2 separate regions of the Oryctolagus cuniculus genome follow, and region 1 is linked to region 2. The links are chromatin contacts, called in public Micro-C maps. All regions are on one chromosome and are shown on one strand. Each heading gives the region's core, a stretch centred on a gene start, on an enhancer-like site or on the middle of the called end of the contact. The rest is flanking DNA. Distances are from core to core; before and after follow the strand shown. Region 1 holds the start of PLEKHF2 (pleckstrin homology and FYVE domain containing 2). Region 2 holds the start of INTS8 (integrator complex subunit 8).

The links. A called contact is a pair of places that touch in the nucleus more often than the background predicts.
Region 1: a contact with region 2 is called in a Micro-C map of ear pinna, with 7 times the contacts expected there. The contact joins the promoter of PLEKHF2 here to the promoter of INTS8 in region 2. A contact is called at or near these places in 2 of 6 Hi-C or Micro-C datasets (ear pinna and psoas muscle).

Annotation. Positions count from the first base shown.
Region 1 is chr6:120,535,555-120,541,687 of mOryCun1.1, reverse strand. PLEKHF2 (pleckstrin homology and FYVE domain containing 2) reads right to left here and starts at 1,423. Exons shown (of 2, transcript XM_051844647.2): 1 at 1,223-1,423.
Region 2 is chr6:120,200,334-120,206,914 of mOryCun1.1, reverse strand. It overlaps INTS8 (integrator complex subunit 8), which reads right to left and starts at 3,292. Exons shown (of 27, transcript XM_002710696.5): 1 at 2,956-3,292; 2 at 1,477-1,651. The coding sequence starts at 3,085.

The sequences.
Region 1 (6,133 bases), core at 174-2,673, 340 kb before region 2:
ACCAGAAAACTTTAAAGGACTCCAAATAAAAAAGTGCCCAAGTCATCCCTTCGATCAAAGCAAACCCCCTACAGTGCCATTCCCCACCTCCCCGCCCAAGTCACACAGAAATATGATGTTCAAGTTACAAGGTCGCCCTGAGATCCACACCCTGCGAACTTTCCGGACAGAAAGGCGCTGGGGTCTGGAGACGGCACTGCCCGCGTCCTGGGCCCCGGTCCTCAAGCCCCGCAACTTCTCGCCGGACCTGGGGGCCCCCTTCCCGCGCCCGCCCCGCGGACCCACGAGGGCCGGACGCTCCCGGGCGGCCCCCGAGGCCCCTCGCAGTGGCTGCGTCCCGCACGCGCAGGCGGCTCGCTCCGGCGCTGGCGGGCCCGGCGGGACGGCGGCCGCGACCCGCCCGCAGGCCGGCCCCGGGCGCTGGGGGAGCCGCCCGAGAGCGCCCCGTTTCTCACAGACCCCAACATGGCGTCGGCCGCCGCCGCCGCCGCCGCCGCCGCCCGCGACGGCGACACCTCCCCGCGCCGCGGACGGCCCCGGGACCGCGGGAGGAAGCGCCCGAAAGTTTCGCTTCTCCCCTCTCAGCCCACCCGCAGCCGGCGGGCCACCAAGCCCGGCTTCACCTACCCGGCAGGGCGCAGCCAGCGGCGGCAAAGAACCGACTCTTGCTCGTCGCTGACGGCGAGCGCGGACTCTGCCCGTTCCGCTGTTTTCTGACCTCGCAGGCTCCGTGCGCCGGCGGTCCCGCTCAGCCGGCGCGATCCAGACGCGGCAGGAGGGCGGGCGGCCGGCGCAGCCGCTCGCAGGTGACTCCCCCGCCCCTCCAAGTCGAACCCCACAACGGCTGCTGGGCTGGCCTCTCCCCTGCGCGTGCAGGGCGCGTCTCCGTCCTCACGCCGGGCGCGAGCGCGCGGGCACGAGCACACCCACACCGCTCGCTCCCCGCCCTTTCTTGCCAGTTCCCTGGTCCCGCCCCGCCCCGCCCCGCCCTGCCCGCGCGTCGCGCTCCAGAGGCGGGGCCTTCGGCGGAGGCCACACCCACCCGGGCGTCAGGCGAGCGCGGGGAGGGTGGGGTGCCTGCTCCTGCGCTGCACCGTGCGCCGCGCGCCTCGTGGTCGTTAAGGTCCGCGCGCTGCGAGTTACCTGGCTCGGTCGAGCCCGGGGAGAGGACTGTTCAGGTGTGTGCGAAGTTCTTAGGGAGCCTAGAAGAATGGAAGACTACCTTCTCCACCTCCACAGCAGGCCTCCCCAGGAAACTGAAGGACGCAGAGGGAAGGCTTCGGATTTAGATGCTCCCAGGCGTCCGAGCACACCTGTGTGTGCTACTCCAGGCGCTGCTGCCCATCCCGCCTTCCAGTGCCTTTCTCTGAAATTCTTCCCTCTAGAAGCGGAGGGAAAGCGCACGCTCCCCACACCGCCTTTTGCAGTGCGAGCCGTAGAACTCAGTGTTTCCAAAACTTATCTGACGCCACAGAACCCCATCTACTGACTTCACGCACCTGGCGACCGCGACGCTAGGACAGTACGCAAGGTTACAGGTGCCCTCGTTCGTTTGTCCGGCGGCACCTGTTTGTAAGCGCGCGGGCTGTCTGGGGTAGGCAGGGAGGAGGGAGATCGGCGTCCATTTTTAAAGTGTGTGTAGGTGGGAGTCAGGTATTGGTAAATTTTGTATTTTCCATTGACCTAGTCTTTGTAGCAATTTTTTTTTTCTTTTGAGTGCTGTTGAATTAGAACCACCACCAGCCACGCGGCAGGTAGCGGATCACTGACGGGAAATGAGCAGTTCGGGATCCACCATGCTTTATTTACACCTGCTCTTGGCGTCTGGGCGTCCCGTCCCCTCCCGGCTTTCCCTGGTTCTGTGGCTCCGAAACAATTTTTTTTAATCGGTAGTCAAAACAAAACTGGCCAAAAGTGAACACCTTTTTTTGGGTTGTTTAACCAGGGAAAGTTACAGAATCACGATCAAACACCCGTTCGTTTCAGTTTGTTAACTATAGTGAGCTCTAGACAAGTGTAGATGGCCCCAGAACTCCTGTCTCAGCCATGACTATACTCCAACTTAATTTGGCCTTGTCTCCCTCTACATAGGCAGCAGTATCTGTCCCCATGAAAACAGGCTGGATTAAATAAACTCCAAAGTTCCTTTGAATTTTCAAATTGGGAATGCTTTGATCAGTAAAGTCTAGTCTAAAACATTAGGCCCCCAAAACTTTGGTTACTCACCCCCTGCAGCAAAATGTTGGCCTCTCTCTCCTCCACTGTACTTGTTTAGCTTACCATCAAGTGTGTGGATAGAAACCAGACAGACTATGCTCAAATCTTGGCTTTGACCCCAACTACCTGTGTCCTTGGCTACATCCAAATATTATCTTGGTTTCCTCATTTGTAAAATGAAGACAATAGAAGTATCTACCTCACAGAATCATTTTGAAAATTAAATGAATTAATATGCATAAAGCATGTCCCTAGCACATGGTAAGTGCAGTAAAATGTGAAAAATTATCATATGTATTTAACACCCACATATCCATTATAATTTATTTGTTAGTACATTATAAAAGGCATGGCCCCGGGAATGCAGTGGAGGATGGCCCAAGTGCCTGGGCCCTGCACCCGCATGGGAGACCAGGAGAAGCACCTGGCTCCTGGCTTCGGATAGGTGCAGCGCGCTGGCAGTAGAGGCTATTTGAGGGGTGAACCAACGGAAGGAAGACCTTTCTCTCTGTCTCTCTCTGTCTCTCTCACTGACTAACTTTGCCTGTCAAAAAATAAACAAGAAAGTACACACAAAATCTGAAAAACAATGATTTATGTTTATTATGTATGTGTGTATGTATATATGACAATTTACATATGATATTATATGTGTGTATATGTATATATGTTTTCTTTTCTTCTGCACTCAGCATAATGTGTGCTCTCCCTGGGCTCTGTGCAGGTCACTGATTTGGAACTCTGCTGACAAATACGATAGGCACTAGCCACATGTCTTAATGAAATTTAGGTTAATTCAGTGAAAGTGTCGGTTCCCCAGTCACACGGATCACATTTCAGGTGCTCACTAACCGCATGACTATTGGACAGTGCAGATGGGAAATACTGCCATCACTGCAGAAAGTTATGTTGGAGCACACTGGCCACACAGATACAAACAAGGGATTTCAAGGCACTGGGAGGCAGTAGGATCAACTCCTGACTTGGACTTGTAACTGTGGCGCTGCCATCAAATCCAGTGATAAGATCTCTCTGTGGGCCTCCCATCTTTGTAAAGTGAAGATAAAAATAGGCACGACCTCATAGACTGCTGAGTGGAGGAAGTGCGATAACAGTGATTCGTGTCTGGCAGGGTCCCGATAACAGAGAGGAACCTCAATGTGTTAGTAAACTTTGGATTTAAATTAGCCCAACTTTATAAACCTGAAGGAAAAAAGCTCTTGTTATTGTCCTTGAAGCTGATAAGTAAGGTTTCTGAGGATATGGATTTTGAAAAAAAAAAAAAAAAAGACTTCGATTAACTTTTAGTTCAAGTCAGGACATGTCAGGGGAGATGGCAAGTACCTGGAGCAAGTACCTGGGTTTTGATTATGCCTTGATTTCCTTATCCTCTCCACACATCAGCCCTGGTCTTCTGCCAGTCTTGGCCATCCATGTAAAATGGCACTGTCATACACAAACCTGATGAGTCACGGTTTTCTCATCCTCTTTCCCATCTCCATTCAATCTCTTTGCTTCCAAAATATCAGGATCTACCTTTGAAACACTTTGCTGATCTCTAGTCCCCTCCACACAGGAGCCTCCCAAGGTTGTGTCATTTCCCTGCAGAAAACCTTCAGCAACTACTCAATGGGGTCGTCAGGCATACTTATACAGGTTGCAGGAGAACATCCTTATGGGAAAGTGCCTTTCTCGTTGGCATTGTAGATTTTACATTTATTACATATATTTTTCTGGCAGATTTCAATGACAGGCAGAGTGGACAGTGAGAGAGAGACAGAGAGAAAGGTCTTCCTTTGCCGTTGGTTCACCCTCCAATGGCCGCCTCGGCCGGCATGCTGCTGCCGGTGCACCGCGCTGATCCGATGGCAGGAGCCAGGTACTTATCCTGGTCTCCCATGGGGTGCAGGGCCCAAGGACTTGGGCCATCCTCCACTGCACTCCCTGGCCACAGCAGAGGGCTGGCCTGGAAGAGGGGCAACCGGGACAGAATCCAGCGCCCCGACCGGGACTAGAACCCAGTGTGCCGGCGCCACAAGGCGGAGGATTAGCCTAGTGAGCAGCGGCACCGGCCAGAGCTGCTTTGTTCTAACAAAAAGTAGCAGGGCTGGCACTGTGGTGCAGCAGGTTAAGCCGCCAACTGTGATACCCACATCCCACATAGGAGCACCAGTGCTAGTCCCCAGTGCTCTGCTTCCAATCCACCTAATCTCCTGGGAAATAGGGAAGCTGGCCCAGTTACTTGGGCCTCTGCCACTGCTGGCTTCAGACTGGACCAGCCCTGACCATCGCAGCCTTTTGGGTAGTGAACCAGTGGATGGAAGATTATTGTCTGTCTTGTCTGCCTCTCTCCCCCTCCCTCTCAGTGTCACTTTGCCTTTCAGATAAATAAATCTTATTTTTTAAGATTTTGATAGTTACAGAGAGAGAGAGAGGGAGAGACAGAGAGAAAGGTCTTCCATCCTCTGATTCACTCTCCAAATGTCCGCAAAGGCCAGAGCTGTGCTGATCTGAAGCCAGGAGCCAGGAGCTTCTTCCAGGTCTCCCACAGGTATACAGGGGCCCAAAGATTTGGGCCATCTTCTGCTTTCCCAGGCCATAGCAGAGAGCTGGATTGGAAGAGGAGCAGCCGGGACTTGAACCGGCACCCAAATGGGATGCCAGTGCCACAGGCAGCAGCTTTACCCACTATGCCACAGTGCCAGCCCCCAAATAAATATTTTAAAAATAAATGTGAAACAACAATTTTCCAAGAAGATGGAACTGTCTTGAAGAGTGGATTCCTTTCTCTAACTTATCAAAGGTGCCATATGGGGAGTAAGAACACTTCTCTTTCACTTAAAATAAAATGCCACCTTGTCACCAGGTCCCGTGAGGGTCAGCACAGTCCATTCCCTGCTGTTCTTTACTTGTCAAATGATGCCACGTGCCACCAAATTCCACTCTCCTCAAACTTCTGTCGTTTCCTAAAGAGTCACAAGGCTTCTCCATTGCCCTCCGTGTCATCTTTTAGACCCCATGGAGGCCTTTCCAGCCACTGTGTCTGACAGAGTGACCCTGTTATTCTCGGCCACTGCCCTGTTTATTACTCTCCCAGAACTGAGAGATCTCCCCAGAGTGGAGTTCCATGTCTGCTCCTTTCCATGCCTAGGTCTTACCAGGGCAGCAATGTGAGCCAGCTTGTCAGTGGTCAATTCAGCATCACATGCACCCCTCCTACATTCTGCGCACTGTGGGGAGAAAGCCTAGGACTCAAAATTTACAGAGAACATTTCCTGAATGATTCCAGGTTAAATCCTGCCAACGGTGATGTGAACGCGGAGATCCGAGCGGCAGAAGGAAAGGAGAAACCATTCTTCTGCGGTTGCCATGGGCTAAACGACTGTGTCTCCCCAGAATTCACCTGTTGGAATCTAATCCCCATGTACTGATATGGAAAGGTGGGGGCCTCTAGGAGGTGACTAGGTCAGGAGGGTAGAGCCTCATGAAGGGGGTGGGAACCCTTATTTGACAGACAGGTGTCACCTGTGAGGAACTGACCCTTATCAGTTGCCAAATCTGCCAGCACCTTGATAATGGACTTAACTGGGACCAATACAATCCTATTGTTTGTAAACCACCCAGTATAAGGTATTTTGTTATAGCTGACCAAAGGACCAGTATACACCCATGTAACACTGAATAGCAGCTTGGATCATAGAGACTTTCCCTACACCTCTGGGAAAATATCAAACACAAAAAGATGAATATGCTATTTTTGAAGAGCGGGTGCTGTATTCTAAAAAAAGCAGCAGTGAAAATGTTTCAGATCAAAAGAGGTGAAAGAGATATGACAATTAAATGCAATACCTGACCTTAGACTGGATCATGTACTAGAAGCGGTGAATTTCAACAGGTCATTATTTGTTCAATTGGC
Region 2 (6,581 bases), core at 2,043-4,542:
GAAGGTGCACACTGTGGCACAGCATGTTATATCACTACAGCACAGGCATTCCATATGGGCACCAGTTCAAGTCCTGGCTGCTCCACTTCCCTGCTCAACTACCTGGGAAAGGTGCAGAAGATGGCCCAATTGCTCGGGCCCCTACAGCCAAGTGGGGGACACAGAAGCAGCTCCTGGCTCCAGATCGGCTCAGTTCCAGTCACTGTGGCCATTTGGGGAGTGAACCAGTGGATGGAAGACCTCTCTGTCTCTCCCTTTCTCTGTAACTCTACCTCTCAAATAAATAAATAAACCTAAAAAAAAAAAAAAAAAAAAAAACCTGTCTCTCTGCTTTTCAAGCAAAAATAAATAATTCTGTTTAACTGTGAGGGGAAGGAGAGGAAAACTAATAATTTTCTAATCATAGCCCTAAGTGTATTTATTTTTTAAAAATAAGCACTGATTCTGGCCGGTGCCACAGCTCACTAGGCTAATCCTCCACCTGCGGCGCCGGCACCCCAGAGTTCTAGTCCCAGTCAGGGCACTGGATTCTGTCCCGGTTGCTCCTCTTCCAGTCCAGCTCTCTGCTGTGGCCCAGGAGTGCAGTGAAGGATGGCCCATGTCCTTGGGCCCTGCACCTGCATAGCTGCATAGGAGACCAGGAGAAGCACCTGGCTCCTGGCTTCGGATCAGTGCAGCGCCGGCCGCAGCGGCCATTTGGGGGGTGAACCTCTCTAACTCTGCCTGTCCAAAAAAAGGCACTGATTCTAATCAGTTATTTTAATGGTTTGATAGTGACTGATTTATGACCTGTAAGATTAACTGATTTATTCAATAGCAAATTATCAGTATTATGCAATATCCTTCCTTCACTTCATTTTCTTCAGATATTTTAAAGTCAAGTGAAACATTTAAAATAATTTAGGTGTGAATTTTCTCTGGTTACTATATAAAATTAATAAACTGCCTCACTACTGGTAACATCAACTTTATACTTGAAAGGGTGATTTAAGTTAACCTAACATTCAAACGCCTTCTCTGAAATCTTGAAAAATACTTGTTGTGGCACAGTGGGTTAAGTTGCTGCCTGCAACGCCAGCATCTCATTTGGGTGCTGGTTCCAGTTCTGGCTGTTGGACTTCAGGTCCAGCTCCCTACTAATGTGCCTGAGAAAACAGAGGAAGATGGCCCAAGACCTTGGGCCCCTGGACCTGGAAGAAATTTCTGGCTCCTGGCTTCAGCCTAACCTAGCCCTAGCCATTATATCCATTTGGAGAATGAACCAGTGGATGGAAGATCGCTCTCTCCCTCTCTTTGTGTAACTCTTTTGAATAAACATAAATCTTTAAAAAATATACAAAGAAAAATATGTGTATTTCATCAAGAATATACAAAAAACAATTTTCATTTTATAGGTCAATATCATAAAAGCATATATAGGTAAATCAAAGTATCTAAAAAGTACTTCAAATGAAATTTCTCTTAATTCTTGCATACCTTTTCTCTAATATGTCTAAGTCCCACTTCAAATGTGCAGCAACTTTAAGAGCGAGTAGCTTTAAAATACGATTCCTCTTGTTATCAGGTGGAGGTTGAACTTGGTTTTGTTCATTAACTGAAGGTTTGGAAGCCTGTTCCAGAAACTGAACTATAAGTTGAACTGGTGCTGGATCTAGGATTCAAAAGAAAATGAATTCCCAATTGAAGTTCTACTTATGAACACCCAAAACGATTCACCCTATTGATTTGTCACTACGAAAGGAATATAAACAGTTACAATGACTCAGGAACATGATATACAAGAAGTATGCTTGGGAAATCCTAAGATGGAAGGGATAACAAATTAGCGCAAAATGAAGCCTTTCCCAGAGAACGTAATAGTTACAGATGCCCAGTTCAGCAAACAACTAGTGTCAATTAGAGGAAAGATTTGCAGGCATTAGAACTCTTGTTCTGACAGGCGCAGGGACCTCCATCAAGCTACCTCTCTGCACCTGTTTCCTCCAATGCCCAATAAAGGACACCACCTACCTACCTAGCTTCTGGCCTGGCCAGGTGCTACCAGTCACCATCTGGGGAGTAAACCAGCAGATGGAAGTGCTCTCCCTCTCTCTCTAACTGTGCCTTTCAAATAACAACAACAAAAAGGCAAGACACAAGATAAGTGTCTCCATCAGATAAGGCTGCTCTATGACCCTGAACAAGCCACACTTGGACTTTTTTTTTTTTTTTTTTTGATTGTGTCATTGTTTCTCATAGTATCCATTTCACTTCAACAGGTTTCCTTTTAGGTGCTCAGTTAGTTGTCCCGGATCAGGGAGAACATATTTGTCCCTTTGGGACTGGTTTATTTCACTTGGATCTGAACTCAGTAAAATGCTATTCAAGGAGCTTAGCCTTTCACATCAGTACCCCGTTCCAGAAATGCCTGGAGTTTTCCTCCTTTCTCGACAATGCCTCCTTCACTAGTATATTTATCATTACCATCACTAAAGCATAACCATCTTACAACTGTACAGCAGTTTTGGCTTTCAAAGATTTTAGTATTTTCATATACAGCCCAACTTTGGAATATGTTCCCCTCACTGAGGAACAAAACAGCTAAGGAGCTAAGGTAGCAACTAATTCGCGTCGGGAAATCAGCACAACTGTTAGCTGCCCACCTCTCTGAATTTATGTAGCCCAGGATTCTGCAAAGACGACGTCCCTACCAGGCTCGCCAACTCAAGCAAACACAAGACACACGCGGCGAGGACCCACGCGGACGGCTGACAGCGACGAGTCCGCCCCTCGGGGGGCGGGAGGGCCTTTGTTTTGAACTTCTCTGTGACCCTCCACGGCTGTGCCCGCACGGGGACGTTCTAGCCTGGGCTCGGGCCCCGTCCACGCCTTGCACACCGCGGCTTCAGGCGGCCTAAAAGACTCGGGGTTCCAGGAAGGCCGGGGCCCCAACGCCGTTAGCCGCATCCCGCTTACCGGGGCAGGGCTTACGCAGATGCTTCTCCAACAGCGACTCCTCCAGCAGGAACTCGAACCAGCACGTCTGCGGCGGAGTGCAGGGCCGGCTGGAGGTGGCCGCCTCCCGGTCCGCCGCCTCCGCGCTCATCCTGCCCCCGCCGCCGCTACCTCCAGGGACACTTCCTGGCTCCAACCTGACACTCGGACTCGGGCCTCAGATCTGCGGTCCGCGACACCCTCCGGGAAAGAGGCCTCACTCTAAAAGGCCCGGAAATTCACACAACCCAAAATGGCGACGCGAGCCAGCCAAAGTTAGCAGCTGGATCCGCCTCGCTGCGCCGCCGCCACCGCAGTCGTCCCGCCCCCGGACCAATGGTTCTTCGAGTCGTAGGAAGGGGGCGGGACAGGTTGCCGGGCCACGCCCTCTCCCGGTTGCCCTGGGAGACGGCGCGGCGTGACGCAGACCTGCAAGTGGGCTTTCCGGGTTCTCTGGGATTTCGTCAGGGAGAAACTGAAGCAACTCCACCTGGGGTTGCAAGGGGCCTTGGTGTTTTCTTAGGAGACAAAAGCACGACGAGTTCTAGTTGTGAGCCAGGCAAAGTGTGAGCTTTCACTTTCCGCACTTCGTTTCTAAGATTTCCTCCGCCATGGTGGGTAGCAGCCTCCGCCCCCTTCTGGACTGATGACAGCGGACAGTGCGATCCCGCCTTTCCCTGTGTCGCAGGACCAGCTGTCAATATTCAGCTCCTAATTACTGTTCTTGATATCCTCGCTAGAGGATTATTAAACCTGTTCTACATTAACCTCCACTGGCAATGTTCTTGTATTTTTTTATTCACAATGAAAAGGGGGGAAATGCGTTAAGAGTGTAAGCTTTCTTTCTTTTTTTTTTTTTTTAAAGATTTTTATTTATTTATTTGACAGAGTTACAGACAGTGAGAGAGAGAGACAGAAAGGTCTTCCTTCTGTTGGGTCACTCCCCAAATGGCCGCCGCGGCCAGCGCACCCCGCTGATCCGAAGCCAAGAGCCAGGTGCTTCCTCCTGGTCTCCCATGCAGGTGCAGGGCCCAGGCACTTGGGCCATCCTCCACTGCACTCCCGGGCCACATCTGAGATCTGGACTGGAAGAGGAGCAACTGGGACTAGAACCGGGTGCCCATATGGGATGCCGGCGCCGCAGGCGGAGGATTAACCAAGTGAGCCACAGCACCAGCCCCAAGAATGTAAACTTTCAAGTCTACCATTCACTTTGGATAGGCGCCTATATTTGTAAAGCTGGGGTGATAGAAGGTTTTATGAACTCATTAAGTCTGCAGTCTTCAATCCTGCAAATATTTCAACACTATATTTATTTCAAAGTTAGCATAAGTGGTATATTTATTGCTCTTTAAGTCTTTTTATAGCTATCCTATATACAGAGCAATGGAATGCCACAGTTTTTTAAATATAGCGGGCAGCCATTTAGACTGGTGGTTAGGATACTTGGGACACCTGCATCCCACATCAGAGTGCCCAGTTCAAGCCCTGGCTGCTCCGCTTCTGATTCAGCTTCCTGCTAAAGTGTGTCCTGGGAGGCAGCCGATGACAGCTGGAATAACTGGGTCTCTGCCACCCCCTGTGGGAGACGGAGATGACCCTGGCCTGGCCCAGCCCTGCCTCTTGTGGGTATCTAGGGAGTGAACCATTGGATGGATAGAAGATGGAAGATTCTCTCTCTTTCTTTGCCTTTCAGATAAAGTGAAAATAATAAATAATTTTTTAAAAAACATTAAGAAGCACAGCTTAAGGATAATACAAGTAAATGAGATAATACAGATAAGCCTCTCTTTTTTTAGTAGATTTCTTTCTTCCTTTCTTTCTTTGGCAATGTAACAGAGAGGGGTCTTCCATCTGCTTGTTCACTCCTCAAATGCCCACAACAACCAATCCAGGGAAGCCTATTAAAGAGGATCTGCCACCTAGAAATATTGATAAATGTTAGCTAATATTACATAGTACTTTTCAATTTGCATATTACTTCCATACACTGTACATTATTATTTCTGCCTATAATCAGCTCTAACTACCTTTCAGCCATTGAGAAAAGTAAAGATTGCAGAATTATAATTTGCCAAAGGTTTCCGCATTAAAGGGCTGCTGGTGATCTCCCACAATACTCAGGCTGCTTTCAACACTTCAAAAATGCAAAAGGGGCTGGCGCCGTGGCTCACTTGGTTAATCCTCCACCTGCAGCGCTGGCATCCCATATGGGCACTGAGTTCTAGTCCTGGTTGCTCCTCTTCCAGTCTAGCTCTCTGCTGTGGCCTGGGAGTGCAGTGGAGGATGGCCCAAGTGCTTGGGCCCTGCACCCTCACAGGAGAATGGGAAGAAGCACCTGGCTCCTGGCTTTGGATCGGTGTAGTTCCGGCCGTGGTGGCCATTTGGAGGAGTGAACACGGAGGGAAGACCTTTCTCTCTGTCTCTCCCTCTCTCTCACTGCCTATAACTCTACCTATCAAAAAAAAAAAAAAAAAGATAAGAAAGAAAGAAAATGCAAGAAAAATAAATGCGTGTAACTCCTTCGAAACTGAAAGAGAAAGAATGCTCCAGTGATATCAACTGCCTTGCTCTCTTCCTGCACACCTGCACAATGCTCTCCTGTCTGGGCCCTGAGCTCCTAGGAGGAAGCCCTTTAGCTGGAGAAAAAAGCTCTGTATCTGTGTGCAAGTCTGGAGGGGTGTGTGCATCCAGGACTCTGGACTGACCACCCCCCATTCAACCATAGATTATCTATTTTACATATTGGGTATCAGAAGAATCTGTTCATCAATAATGTTTAGAAAGACTACTCTTTAGGGGCTGGCATTGTGACACAGCAGGACATCACATATGAGCCAGGAACTTATTGCTCTGAGTTCTGCAGGCTGGGAAGTCCAAGATCAAGGGGCTGACCAGGTTCGGTCTCTGGTTCCAAGGTGGTGCCTCATTGCCAGGTCCTCCAGAGAGAAGGAAACACAGCAGGGGGGCAGGTGAGCAGGACAGAGCTGCCCCACTCCGGCATGCCTTCTTCGTTAGTCCATTGCGTGTGTGAGTGAGTGTTTACATTTATTTATTGGGAGGCCAGAGGGACCGAGGGAGGGAGGGAGAAAGACACACTTACACCCGGAGAGATCATCCATCAGCTGCTTCATTGCCCAAATGCCTGTAACAGCCATTGCTGAGCCAGACTACAGTCAGCAGCCAGGAGCTCCATCTGGGTCTCCCACATTGGGTGGCAGGGGCCCAAGGACTTGAGCCTCGCAGGCCCATTGGTAGGAAGGTGGATTGGCAGCAGAGGCCGGACTCAACCCCAGGCACCCTGACACAGACGCAGGCATTCCAAGCACTGGCGCAGCCGGCCATGCTGCAAGGCCCGCCCTGCATCTCGTGGCGCTGTGATGAAATGTCTCTCGGCATTGTTGCATCGTGGATGAAGTTTCTAACACATGCATTTGGTAGGAGACAAAAACATTCAGACAGACCCTGGTACCAACTCACCCTGGCTTGGCCAGCCAGGACTGTCCCAGTTTTAAAACCCAGAGTCCCAGAGTTCAGGGCTGGGCCTACCCTCACACCTGGCCTGCCAGCTGTGCAGTCACGCCCCCTCACTGCTGGGAAGCTGGGTG